Regions from separate parts of the Sus scrofa genome. Here regions 1 and 2 are each linked to region 3. Evidence: chromatin contacts called from public Hi-C data. All regions are on one chromosome and are shown on one strand. The core of a region is the stretch at or near the end of the contact, and the rest is flanking DNA. Distances in the headings are between cores, read along the strand shown. Region 1 holds the start of HAUS4 (HAUS augmin like complex subunit 4). Region 2 holds the start of AJUBA (LIM domain-containing protein ajuba). Region 3 holds the start of CDH24 (cadherin 24).

Region 1 (4,668 bases), core at 1,609-4,108, 94 kb before region 3:
TACGCCACAGCCACACTGGATCTAAACCGTGCCTTTGACCTACATCACACGGTTCATGACAAGGCCAGATCCTTAACCCACTGAGTGAGGCCGGGGATGGAACCCTTGTCCTCAAGGATACTAGTCTGGTTTGTTATCACTGAACCATGAGGGGAACTCCCTTGAAATTTCAGGCTACTGCAGAAGCAGATACTGAGTAGGAGTTGGTGTAATCTGTCTTCCAATAAGACAGTGTTTAAAAATCTTCAAGTCTTCTAGTTACCTCAGAAACTCAGGCTTCTGTGAAGAGAAACCATACCTGGGAACATTATAAATCCTTTTTATTATAGAAGGCAAGACCTCTCTGGATAAGTTCTCAAGCCTCTTGCAATTGGCTACCCTTACCTTGTTGGAGTAGTTCCATCCCTTCTCCAGGTGAGCAGAAATCCCCAGATGCCATCTGCGTTTCTTGGGATTCTTATCTGTGGAACGGAGTAAAAGAAAACAAAAAAATAAACTGTCTGGCTGCTCCAGAGAGAAAACTACCTTGGGTTAAAATTTCCATTATCAACAAGCCTGGGAGGAGGAACCCTCTTTCAGAGGGGGACAATATCATACATCCTGGGTCCTGTCTGAAAAGAGGCCTCCTTGGGAGGGACAATATCATACATCCTGGGTCCTGTCTGAAAAGAGGCCTCCTTGGGAAAGACAAGTTTCCAATTCATTAGTTTAAACAGGAGGGTGGAAATTCCCACTGCAGCACAGCAGAAACAAATCTGACTAGTATCCCTGAGGACTCGGGTTCCATCCCTGGCCTCACTCAGTTGGGGATCCCAGGTTGCTGTGGCTGTGGTGTAGGCCAGCAGCTGTAACTCCAATTTGACCCCTAGCCTGGGAACCTCCATATGCCAGTTGCAGGCCTAAAAAGCAAAATAAAATAAACAGGAGGGTGCTCCCCTGCCCCACCATTATGTCTAAGGTTAAAACTCAGCCGTTGCGTTCTCGTTTTGAGTGAATTGGGAAATGTGGAAAAGGAAAAAAGTCCATTTTTCTCCAGTCAAATAACTCAGCTATCAGATTCCTCAATAGTTTCTAACACTTCTTTAACCTGTGCTTTCATCTGAGATTTGTCAGTAGTTTTTGATCATTAACTCTAGAAACATCCTTCAGCAGTGACAAATCATTCCACACCTGAACAAAAACAACTGGTTTTCACATAACAGCGTTGGTAAAGAGCACCTGGAGGAAAATACAGGACAGGAAGACTGACAGGGAGGTCAGTGCCAAAAGGAGTAAGGCACAGATGAATTAATAATGCGGCTGAGGAGTTCCCGTCGTGGCGCAGTGGTTAACGAATCCGACTAGGAACCCTGAGGTTGCGGGTTCCCTCCCTGTCCTTATTCAGTGGGTTAACGATCCGGCATTGCCGTGAGCTGTGGTGTAGGTTGCAGACGCGGCTCGGATGCCGCGTTGCTGTGGCTCTGGCGTAGGCCGGTGGCCACAGCTCCGATTCGACCCCTAGCCCGGGAACCTCCATATGCCGCGGGAGCAGCCCAAAGAAATAGCAAAAAGACAAAAAAATAATAATAATAATGCGGCTGAGCCTGGCCAGGTGGACATGCGCTGTTGGCGTTTTGCCAGAACACGGAGAACACTGAAAAGAGTGACATCAACACAAAGGGGCAGTAAAGATGGTCAGAGGGTGGACCCCTGAGGCAAAATTCTTCCCTTGACATGACTCCCCCCACCTTTTTTTGGCTCCACCCCGCCTCTCTGTAAAGTATCAAATCCCAAAGGGCAGCTGAGCCTCCCAAAGCAGAACAGACACAGGTTATTATGATTTAACACTTCATGTTCACAGAACATTTGGTTTACTCCCTCGTTTTATGAGTAACATCAAAGTAAGGACTCATTTGTTTTGTAACATGGTCCAGAGGGGGACGCAGTTGAGGAGGCAGAACTCTAGGACTTAATTTGCAGCTCAGCTGTTGCTTCTGTGTGAATTTAAGGGAAATGCTTTTTTTGTGCCAAATTTTCCCCACCTGCAAAACTGAGATAACGATTCCTGCCTTGGATGAGACATTAAGAATTAATAACAATCGACTTGTCAACAAAAGCCACTACTTAGTTAAGCTCAGTGTTTTAGCAATTCTGTTTATCACGGATCTAAGCCTGCAAGTAAATTTTGCAGGCAAACTTCATCCACGGAAATGAGGACCAACTCAAATTTCAAAAACGCTAGCTGTTCTTCCCTCCCTAGGGGAACTGCCCACTTGGGGTTTTTTAGGGTACTTTTCTTTACCCTTTTAAAGTGTTACAGGGCGGGAACGGTGGCGGCAATCAGGCTCCATTCTCCACCCTTTGCACTCAGACGTGTGAAAACGCTGCTGCAAGGACCTAAGCATTTAAATGTTCTGACTCAGGCGTCTTTTAAATTCTTAGAGCTGTCTTTACACGCTGCACTGAACGTTAAATTGATTTTACAGGTATTTTCACAAGATGTGACCCTTAAAGGGCCCGAGATGAATCAAAATGCGGAGCGGGCTCTCTGGCGCCTACTTTTCTTCCGTCTGGGCGGCCAAGGATTCCCAAGGGCGAGCGCGGTCTCGGTGGCGGGAGACTGCGGACTGGCTGGATTGACCCTCCTAGCGTTCCTCCTCCCCGCAGCGCCGCCCGCTGACCCTCCGAGGCAAACCTGCACAGCATGCGGCAGCTGAAGCTCCAGAGGCGATGCCGAGGGGGCTGGAGTGGGCAGGCCAGTGGTGGCAACACCAGCCCCCCGCCCACGCCCGGGGTCCGGAACCTCTCCCTGCGGCCCAGCGCAGAGGCTAGGAGCTAGGCACCGGAGAACCTCGCGGGACCGTCGGGGGCGGGGATAATGCCGAAAGCGCGTCGGAGGGGCGGGGCCACGCTCTAGGCGGGAACGGCAGGCTCCGCCCCTCGCCGGGCGTGCAACCCCTTAGACCCCAACAGCCTGTGACCAGTTTTGAAGCAAGACGTCTTTGCTTCTTCTCCGGGTACCGTCCCCATGTCGAGGGCAAACGCTGAGAAGCTGGTAATAATTGCTAGCTCTTATTGAGGGCCCACGATGAGTCAGACACTATGTCAAGCCTTTGACTTGCCTCGCCTCGCCCCGCCCCCGTTTAGTTCTTAACAGCGTCTATGAGAAAGTCACTATCATACCCATTTTACAGAGGGGAAAACTAAGGCGCAAAGAGGTTAGGAGGCATGTTCAAGGTCGCAGCTGGCAGAATGTAAACCTGACCCAAGGGCCCTCTGAATTTTCCCAGACCGGCCGCCCATTCCAAGCCTGCCTGCAGGTCTCTTGCTCAAGTGCTGCCAGCCCTTCTACTTGGGCGGGCTTCCTCTCCAATTTCTTCCCTCATGCTTCTCCTCTGCCCTCTCCTTTACGTCTCTTTCATTAAAAATGTCTTTTTAAAAAATATATGGAGTTCCCGTCGCGGCTCAGTGGTTAACGAATCCAACTAGGAACCACGAGGTTGCCGGTTCAATCCCTGGCCTTGCTCAGCGGGTTAAGGATCCAGCATTGCCGTGAGCTGTGGTGTAGGTTGTAGACGCGGCTCGGATCCCGCGTTGCTGTGGCTCTGGCGTAGGCGGGCAGCTACAGCTCCAATTAGACCCCTAGCCTGGGAACCTCCATATGCTGCGGGAGCCACCCAAGAAATGGCAAGAAAAAAAAAAAAGTCAGTATAGACGTTTATTGTTTGCTTAACAAGAAGTGCAGAAGTGGGGGTCCTAAGCCTTTTTAGTAGCAACCTGGTATCAAAGTTGTTTGCAGGTCTCTTTGCAATCCCCTCGTGGTCACAAAGTGGCTTCAGAAGTCCCAGAAGTACATGATCTCAACAGCATCCCAAACAGGCAGTAAGAAGAAGAGCCTTCTTCTATGACAGGGAAGAAAGTCTTTCCTGGAAGCACCCAGCAGGCTTGCCCATACCTCTCATTGGCCTGACTGGGTCACCTGCCCACCTCTAGACCAATGAGCAGGATGTCTTCCATTTGGCCCCCCAGATCCACATCTGCTCTTCAACACCCTATGTGGAAAGGAAGGACTACCTAGGAAGTTTAGAGTTCTCATGTTCCCTGACTGGGTTCAGCCAATGGGGGAATCTCAGCAGGAGGTGGGAAGGAGAGAAAACAGTGATGGGAGGAAGACAGTTTCCTTGTCCCTGACTTCCTCTCTGGGCTTGACCTCAGGCTGACTATGGACTTTGACCAAATGTCATCACACCTCTCAAGGGGGTCCCCCTACCTCTCTCTGGGTTAACTTCACCCCATCCTTTTTGCAAAGTCAACCGGAATCCAGTCATTAGATGAATTATCAGTATTATTGTTATTATTTTTTAGTGCCATGGGTGCAGCATATGAAGTTCCCTGGCAAGGGGTCGAATGGGAGCTACAGCTGCCAGCCTATGCCACAGCCACAACAATGCCAGATCCTAGCTGCATCTGCAACCTACACCGAAGCTCATGGCAACACTGGATCCTTAACTCACTGAGTGGCGCCAGAGATTGTACCCTCATCCTCATGGATACTAGTCGGGTTTGTTTCCGCTGAGCCACAGCTGGAACTCCTAGATGAATTATTTTAAAAATATTTAATAGTAAGTAAATTGCATGAGAGAAGCAGAGTCTGAGGTAGTGGAGAAGGAATCTCAGGGCTAGGTGTGC
Region 2 (4,375 bases), core at 1,114-3,613, 71 kb before region 3:
CTCCAGCCTCCCTCCATAGCTGAGACATATGATCAATTAATACTTCTGGAAGGTAACTGCGTGGGGGCGAAAGGTAGCGGTCAAGTTTCTTTAGCAGCAGGAAGTAAGGGGCTACTTCGTGCCTGAATTCTGAGCGGGTTATGGCCAGATGCGAAGGCCAGGTTATTTCTGGCAATTTTACACATTCGTCAACCATCCACGGGTGATGCTGTCCGGGTGGCCAAGACTTCTGCCCTGACTTCCGGAGGATGGGGAAAATAGAATCTGAAGCCACCAGCTCTTAAATGCCCACGCAGGCACCCGGCCAGCAGGTCCAGCAGGTCCGGGGCCGGTCAGCAGTAGGGTCCCTGCTTTTCGTCCCAGGGCTTTCATTCTTTCCTCGGGCTCCATATCCCCGACCGCGGCAGCCACAGCTCCGCGCGTGTTAGGAGGCAGCTCCCCCACCCCCTGCACCTCACCTCCGCCCTGCGCCGCGCGACCGGCCCCGCCCGCGGGCACCTGGAGCGCCCGGGCAGGAGCCGGCACGCACGCTGCCCGCCCGCCCCGCCCCCCACCCGCGCATTCCCCGAATTCCTGCGGGCGGAGCCTGGGCCCGGGTGGGGGCGCGGCGCGCAGGAGCCTGCAGGGGCACCACCGCCGAGGGGGTAGCAAGATGGGGGATGCTCTCACGGCCCCACTTGGTCCCCTCCCTACGAGGCCTCCTACCGAGAAAAACCCAGGCTCTAAAGCTTGAGGAACTGGAGATCACACAGGGAGGGGGTGAATTTAGCAGGAATAGGGTGCCTGTGGTCCATCTGAAACCCAGTGGGAAGGGAATTCTTCTCTTGCCTCTTTCCTAGCCCTGAGTCTCTGCCTCCGACCTCCTGGCGCAGGCAGTTTTGGCCGTCGGGGCAGAGGGGAACCAAATGCGGTGACGGGTCCCTCCCCGTCCCTCACCACTTCTCTCACTCACCAAAGTAGTCTTCTCTGGACTCCGGCTCCCGTATCCGGGTCCGGGCAGCCTCCTGAACGAACGCACCCGGCGGCTCCTCAAGACCCGACGGCTCAATTCCCGAGGGTTCCCCGCGGGCGCCGGCTTCTCGCCCACCTGTGCCCCCTGTCAGGCGCAGCAACGCTGTTAGCTCATCCTGGTATCGGGCGCCAGCGGCGCAGTCCCCGTAGCCAGTCACCGAGTGTCGTCCGGGTTGCGCCCCTCGTCTCTCCAAGGGCCCAGCCGCTCCTACTCCAGCTCCGGCAAGAGCTCCCGGGCTGCCCAGGGCCGGGGGATATGAGTGGCGGCTTTCCTGGCAGCCGAATCCGGCCGGCCGATGAGCGCACAGTCGGTCCAGGGCAGCGTGGAGCTCGGGGTAGGCGGACGGCACCCCTCCGGAGGAATAGCCTGCCGGAACCCCAGCCAGGGGTGGGCCAAACAGGCAAGGCCCGGCAGGCAGAGGACTGCCGTGGCGCTGGTCATAGCCCATGCTGATGCCGCTGGTACGATTGCTGCAGGGTCGGCTACCTCCGGCTCCACCAGCCCCCGCCCCGTCCAGCAGCAGACTGCCCCGGGGGCTGGACGGCTTGCTCGCGTCGCTGGCTGAGCTACTGGCAAAACTGGAGCGGGGGCTTAGGGCTGGGGCCGTGGTCTCCAGCCGAAAGTCAGGGGGCAATGACTGAGGTAGAGGCAAGGCCCGGGTGGGAGGTGGCACCCCGGGAAAGGAGGCTTCGTAGCGCTGCGCCTCAAAGGAGCCGCGGGGGTTCCGCTCAGCATCCAGGGGGCCTTGCTCCCGGGCTGGCTCCAACGGCTCATCCCCAAGTCCCCCAGTAGCTCCACGGGGCCCTGATTTCCTAGGTCCCCCTAATCCGCTCTGACGCCCCTTTCCCGGCCCGGGGGTCCCATCAGACCCAGACCGGCTAGATTCACCCTTTCTGCGGCCGAACTTGGCGCTGCCGGAGTCCGAGAGTCTTAACTTCTCTAGCAGGCGACTGGCTTTCTCCCCTAATCGCTCCATGCCCTCGGGCCTGGGGACTCCAGCCCCCTCCCCGCCCGGCACCCTGCAGCGTCTCGGTGGCCGCTTCTCTCTCCCTGCGGCTGGACTCGGGTTCCCCGGGGGCACAGGATAGGCACCGGGATTTAGCGGGTGGCCTGGATGCCCCGCGCCAAGAATCCCGCAGCATCCCCCAGCGACAGGGGTTGCGTCCCCCCGCGCATCAGGGGTTAAGCAAGGCTAGAAGGGCCGACGGCCGTGGCTGTGCCTTCCGCAGGTCTATCTGTTCACGAGCCGACTCACCCGGCAGCCCCACTCTCCCCGGCCCCCGCCCCCCTCGCTCTCACACTCAGCACGGACCCAACTTCTCTCCCAAACTTTTGTCTGCCTGGCCGGATCTACTTTCCTGGAGGGGCGGGGCGCTGAGTGCGAAAGAAACAGGGGTGTCGGCGCAGGAATCTGGTGCGCCGGAGGAGGGGAGAGCGGGTGCTGGTGCCAACTGTCCTGGAACTGGAGATCCGCCGACTGACGGCTAAAAAAGGGCGAGGGGCAGTTTGGGCAATAGCTACTACACCACTCAAGAATTGGGACAGGAAAAAGTGGGGGAGGGGAGGGGAACTCTTTGTTTGTAGTTGGAATGCGCGGAGGGGCACCGTGGAATGTCGCGGCCCGGGACCCGGCGACGCGAGGCTTGTTCTGCGCAAACACCGTGACTTTGTTCCTAGTATGAGGACTGCTGGAGAGATGAGGAGGGACTGATACAGAAATAGTGAGACAGGGAGAGAAAAGAAATGTAGATACACAGAGAGGTTCAGAGCGAGGAAGCCCTTATAGAGAGGTTGTGGAAGACAGGTATGGAAAGAAAGAGAGCAGACCAAAGGGGATCGATCGCGGGTGTTGCAGAGACCGAAGGCTGAATAGGCCAAGAAAAAGACAAATTTGTGCGAATCCAGAGAGAATGAGAGACAAACAGATAAGCTGCAATGCAAAGACAACTTTCTGAATCCAAAACTCTGCAGTTGGAGGGAGGGAGTTTTAGAGTGTGTGTGTGAAAGGAGAGAGAAAAAGGCTTGGGACTAATCTCTACCTTCAGGGTAGGGCTGATAGAGGGATCGATAGACACCCCCTGGTGTTGGGAAATGAGATTTTTAGCAACTATTTCTGGTGACTGGGGATAGAAGGCCTGGTTTTTAGGGGTAGCAAAGGCCTCGCCCTTGGTTGGCCCACAGGAGATTGGTGATAAAGAGTAAGTATCAACTTAAGCGGAAGAAAAAATATGTTCTTTAGAAGAGATAGCAAGTGAAAATGATCAAGGTGGAAAAGCAAAAGAGGCCAATCCTGGCCATACTAGGAGGCTCAAGAATAAGGAAAAGAGGAAGCCCTGGCTGAAGCTGAACATACCTGATTAAATATCAGCCAATGGATTTTGCCCAGACCAGCACATCAGGGGCATGGGGTAGGGTGTGGGGGAAAATGGAGAGGGAAAATAACTCCTTTGCATTTGGATAGTAAATTAGTATGAAAATTATATGCAAACAAATCATGCATATTATTTTCACTTCAACATTCTGAACACCTTTTACAATCTTAGTGTGGCCTTAGGGAAAGGGGAAGGAAAGGAGGTTAATATCTTTGGGGAAATTAATTTGGCACAAACTGTTTGGCTTCTCTGCCCTAGCTGCATTGTCTCCCTGCCCTCATCTCTCCTGAGAATCAGCCTCTTTCCCTGGTCAGGGCTACAGCATCTCTCTGATCCAGAGGAGAGTTTACTCTTAGGGTGGAAGCAAGGAGGACTGAAAGCATTAGTAACCCAGGGGAGCTCTCAGGTTGCATCCAGAACCTGCTGTTGCGTGCCATCTTCAGAATCAGCCATAAGCTTCTCCCTCCTTTCCTGTCTCCCCATGGGGAAGGAGAACCTGGATGCTTCCTTCCAATTACCTACATTTTCTAACATTTGGGAGCTTTGCTCCTTTGGCGTTAGAATGGGAGAGTAAATCTTATGAAAAGTTGAGATGCCATTAAAGGAGGCCCATCCGGGAGCTGGTAGTGGCAGTAGTAGGCACAGTTGGGATCAAGAACTTGGGTGTTCAGGGGATGACAGGAAGCAGACACAAGTGAAAGGGGGACACTCTGATAGGGCAGGTGCCAGCAGTGCTCATGACCTCGGGGTAACCACTCTATAGGCTGAACTAGAGCCAGGAGCTCCACAGGCCCTATTCTCCCTCCCCAGGACTTTAGGCTCTATATACACAGATGACTCCTCAGTCCGTATCTCTAGCCTAGACTCTCTTGGACTTAAAAACTCAGCTGACGACTAGCACCTCTACTTGGTTGTCTCAAAGGTACACAACACCCTAAACTGACCTCACCTTCCCTGCCTCCCAAAACTGGCTCCTCCAGCATTTCCTGAG
Region 3 (4,346 bases), core at 1,424-3,923:
AGGTTACTCAGCCTCTCAGGGCCAAGCTGCTAAAGCAACGGGTGATGTTAAGGCTACTACTACACACATTGTTGTGAGAGTGAAATGTTATCAAGTGGGTAAAATGTGAAGCACTGAAAGGAGTGAGCAATAGCCATAGCTGTCAACTGATCCATTGCAATCATTGGATAAGAGTCCATCTGTCTGCCCTGCCTCTAGGAGGCACCACTATCATCCACCCAGAGGGACGGGTGGCGAGTCTGGGAGTGGTTAGCCAGGTCCTCTGGCTCTCCCCTGGTACCCAGGCCTGCAGGGAAACTTCTACCAGGAGGTGAATGTCACCTGCAGTCAAGGAGGCTCATCCTCAGGTGAGAACAGCCTGTTGCTGGGCCCCTTCCCCGAGGCCCGCCCAGCCTGGCCGGCACCCCTGCTCACCTGATTGGACTGGCTGGGGAGTCCAGGTCAGAGGCTGACACCTGGCCCACCAGGGTCCCGGGAGCCTTGTTTTCGGGCACCGACAGGTGGTAGGCAGCCTGGGAGAAGGCAGGTGGCTCTGGGGCGTCCTGCACAGCCACGCGCACTGAGGCCACGTCCTTGAAGGGCCCTCGCCGCAGATAGGCTGGGTCGATGAGCGTGTTGGTGGCCTCCACACGGAAGGAGTAGGAGCGACGGTTCTCGAAGTCCAGGGGCTGTGGGGAGGGAGATGGAGTGACTGCGGCAGATGGAGACCAGGGAGGAGGGCACCAGAGGGGTGGTAGCCTTGGTGGGCAGAACTCTAGGTCTGCCCCCAGTTCCATCACAGACTTGCTCTATGCAAAGTCTTCAACCAGTCACTTCCCCATGAAGTGCCCCAGGCCCTCATCTGAAGGATGAGGAGGTGACCATGATCTCCAAGCTCCAACACAGGGATCCTGAGTCTGTTCTAGACCAGTTAGAGGCATGACCCCTGGGGCAGGAGGCAGTTATGAGTGGGTCTGTGGCATGAGACAGGAGGCTAACCTTGCGGACAGTGAGGAGCCCATCTCGACCCTGGGAGTCTGTGCTGATGCTGAAGGCCTCGGACCCCTCCCCGTCCAGGATGCTGTATGCCATGAGGGCGTTGTCCCCCAGGTCTGGGTCCTGGGCCTGCAGCCGGCCCACCAGGGTGCCCGGCCCAGCGGTCTCCACCACGGAGAACTGGTACAGGCCTTGGGGAGGATGGAGGGAGACGATCTTAGAGAGGTCTCCAGCCCTCCTCCCTCTCCCGGCATGTCCTTCTCCCAGGCCTGGCTCGGGAGGGGTGGGAGGGCAGATTTCTCAAGAGGCTGCAAGGGGTGGGGTGCTTAAAAGATGGCTCAGGCGACAGCACTGGCCCCTTACTCTGCGGGAACTTGGGGGGGTTGTCGTTGACATCGCTGAGGGTGACCGTCACCGTAGTGCTGCCCGACAGCCCCCCCATGTGGCCACCCATGTCCTTGGCCTGAATCACCACCAAGAACTCCTCCTGCGTCTCACGGTCCATGTTGGGGATGGCGGTCCGCACCACTCCTAGGGAGAGATGATGGATCAGAGGGTGCCTGGTCCCAAGGCAGCCCCACCCGGCTCCTGAGCTCTAGCCTCACCAGTCTGGGGGTCCACAGAGAAGAAAGGTAGTCCATCCAGCACGGTGTACACCAGCTTGGCGCTGTTCCCGTAGCTGGGGTCATCAGCATCATGAGCAGTCACCTGGATCACTGAAGTCCCTGTGGGGGATCCCGGCACCCCACTCAGCAGGGGCAGAGCCAAGTAGGGAAGAACAGCAGACGATCAGGACCCAGACATGAGTGGGGCTGAACTGAGGGAGGTGGCTTCCGGGGCAGAAAGGGGTGGGGGAGGGAGAGGTGAGGGAGGGCGCTCTAGGAGGTGGGATCCACGATGTCCGGACTCGGGATACTCACCGACGTTGGACATCTCGGGCACTGTGGCGTGGTATGGCCCGAGGGGAAAGATGGGTGGATTGTCATTAATGTCTTGCACCTTGATGATGAACTCTGATGGGGGCTCCAGGGGGCGGTTGGAGGCTCGGTCCACAGCTTGGGCCAGTAGCACATACTGGGCCTTCTCCTCCCGGTCCAGGCTCTTGGTGACATGGATATTGCCTGTGGCCTCATCGATCACAAATACGGTGCCTGCCCCCTCTCCCGTCAGCAGGTACTTGGTGCGGCCCTCACCCCTGTCCACGTCCGAGTGCAGCTGTACGGGTCAGGGAAAGATGGCAGCGGGTTCCAAGCGCAGGGACAGAAAGTTAAAGAGTCTAAGTCTGGGCCTCGGTGGAGTGTTGGGAGTTCTGAGGGACCAAGGTCATTGCAGAAGTGAAGTTGCAGGGCAGAGCCTTGAGAGTCAGGGTAGACATGGGAGGCTTGATCCTTACCTTGCCAATAAGGACGGGCTCTGGTCCAGCATATTCCTCAATGACAAAGAATTGGTTCCACACCCAGCTCCTTCGGGTCCGAAGCAGTGCTGGTCCTGGGCCTCCCCGGGACCCTGCCCAAGCCCGGGCTGGGGCTGCCAGGCGCCCCATGCAGCCCCAGCCACCCAGCCAGGCCAGCAGGAGCCTCACCAGGCCCCACATGTTTGGGCACCAGCCAGGGCTCTGTTCACTGCCCCTGGGTGTTAAGGCATGAGCTGCCTGGGGCAGAGGGGCAGATGCTTTGGGACTACCCCATGGATCCACACCTGCAGGAGAGGTAGCTGTTCAGGGTCAAGGAAACCCTTAACCCTCCCCCCTCCAAAGTTAGATGCTCAAGATCAGACCTCCGAGGAACCAGAAACACCAGTGACCAGAAACCAGACTAAGACAGAAAGCAGTCTGATCTTTCCCTCCACCCAGGCTCTGCCTGTATTCACCTCCAGCCCTCCAAGCTGATAAATCTCCGGCCAGTCAAGTGAGTAGAGAAGCTTGGGGAGAAAATAGGAGAGGGTATGCTGGGAGGGCTGGGAACCTCAAATCTGGCTCCTGTTCTCCCAGGGTGGGCATGCAGCTGGGGGCTGGAGGAAATGGGGGCTACCAGGGAAAGGGCTTAAAATAAAGGGATCTGGACTCCTGGAGGTGTGATCTGAGGGTGCCTAGGGTCAGGGTGAGAGGACAAGGAGTGCAGCCTCAAACAGGGTTGAAAGCCTGTGAAAGTCCCTCCTCCACAGAGAACCCCGCCTCTCCAGAAACTGACCCTAACACACTGCTAGCTGAAGTCCTTGAAGGGAGACCTGGACTCATGAGGCATTGTAGGGGCCAGAGCTGGAAGAAGAGGGGTGGCAGAGGCCAGGAGACCGGGGAGGGGGAGCAGAGGCAGACCCAGAGGCTAGAGACACAGCGTGATTGAGGTTGAGACCAAGACTCAGGGACTGGCTGCAGAGACAGAGACAGAATGGCAGCAAGAGACAGAAGGAAAGAGACCCAAGGTGGCAGCCTGGGTGTCTGAAAAGCAGAGAGGAGTCATATGGGTACCAGGCTAGAGAATGGGTGGCTGAGAGGGCAGAGGGGCTTTCAGTATGTGTGATGGACAGGAAGGGGCAGCTTCAGCTGAGGGGGTTAGACCAGGCCACCCTGGAGGAGAACTTCATTCTGGGAGAGGGGGCAGCCAGGAGGGGCTGTGGGATGGAAGCTAGAGAGAGGACCCTTCCCACCACTGTCTTCTCCCTCTCCTCCTAGGGGGTCCCCCCAGGTGGCTGTGGCTGCGCCTCTCCTCCCCCAGAGCAGACACACACCTGACAGTCCTTTCCTTCCCGAGGGAAGAGGGAAGCCGGAGGCGAGCCGGCGACCGGAGAGGGAGGCGGGACGAGGAGGGAGAAGGAAAGGGAGAGAGGAGTGGGAAATAGGAGAGTGGGAAAGGGAAGGGGAGAGGAGAGAGAAGGAACAGGGGAAGGAAAGGAGAGCGGGAAAAGGAAGAGACGGGAAAGGAGAGAGAGGTGGAGGAAGAAAACAGCAAAGAGGAAGAGGAGATGGAGCAAGACAGGGTAAGAAGGAGAGAGAAGGGTTGGGGAGACAGAGGGAAGGGGCAGAGAAGGCAAACAGGCAGAGAGAAGGCTGGGTGAAGAGAGATCGAGGGAGAGGAAAATGGTTAAAAGAGGGAGAGAGGTGCGAGGGAAGAAGGGAAAGCTGGAGAGCGCGGGAGAAGGGAGCCGGCAGTGGGCTCCCAGCCGCGGAGCGCACCGCTCACCGCTCTGAAGATACCCGCAGGCTGCGGGCCCCCTGCTGCCCCTGCGCGAATTCCCGACCGCGGGCTCCGGAGCAGAAGCCCTTACCTGGCAGTGCCGAGGGGCCCAGCCCGGCGGGGACGGTCTCCGCCGGCCCCAGCCGCCGGGTCCCAGGGGGGCACAGCCCCGAGCCGATCCGAGCGGGCGCCGCGGCT

What was found. Hi-C and Micro-C count contacts between places; a contact is called where the count stands out from the background.
Region 1: a Hi-C map of embryonic fibroblasts shows a contact between it and region 3, with 3 times the contacts expected there. The contact joins the promoter of HAUS4 here to the promoter of CDH24 in region 3. A contact is called at or near these places in 6 of 47 Hi-C or Micro-C datasets (adipose tissue, alveolar macrophages, blood and 3 more) and 1 of 2 datasets of contacts at active chromatin or transcription factors (skeletal muscle).
Region 2: a contact with region 3 is called in a Hi-C map of alveolar macrophages, with 6 times the contacts expected there. The contact joins the promoter of AJUBA here to the promoter of CDH24 in region 3. A contact is called at or near these places in 5 of 5 promoter capture datasets (fetal liver, fetal skeletal muscle, liver and 1 more), 34 of 47 Hi-C or Micro-C datasets (adipose tissue, alveolar macrophages, blood and 17 more) and 2 of 2 datasets of contacts at active chromatin or transcription factors (alveolar macrophages and skeletal muscle).

What each region holds. Positions count from the first base shown.
Region 1 is chr7:76,083,970-76,088,637 of Sscrofa11.1, reverse strand. It overlaps HAUS4 (HAUS augmin like complex subunit 4), which reads right to left and starts at 2,858. Exons shown (of 9, transcript NM_001244156.1): 1 at 2,675-2,858; 2 at 385-461. The coding sequence starts at 439.
Region 2 is chr7:76,060,997-76,065,371 of Sscrofa11.1, reverse strand. AJUBA (LIM domain-containing protein ajuba) reads right to left here and starts at 2,363. Exons shown (of 8, transcript XM_021099246.1): 1 at 953-2,363. The coding sequence starts at 1,988. C7H14orf93 reads right to left here. Exons shown (of 7, transcript XM_021099247.1): 7 at 3,495-4,375.
Region 3 is chr7:75,990,232-75,994,577 of Sscrofa11.1, reverse strand. It overlaps CDH24 (cadherin 24), which reads right to left and starts at 2,673. Exons shown (of 12, transcript NM_001243615.2): 1 at 2,369-2,673; 2 at 1,896-2,190; 3 at 1,581-1,700; 4 at 1,339-1,506; 5 at 979-1,166; 6 at 415-668. The coding sequence starts at 2,569.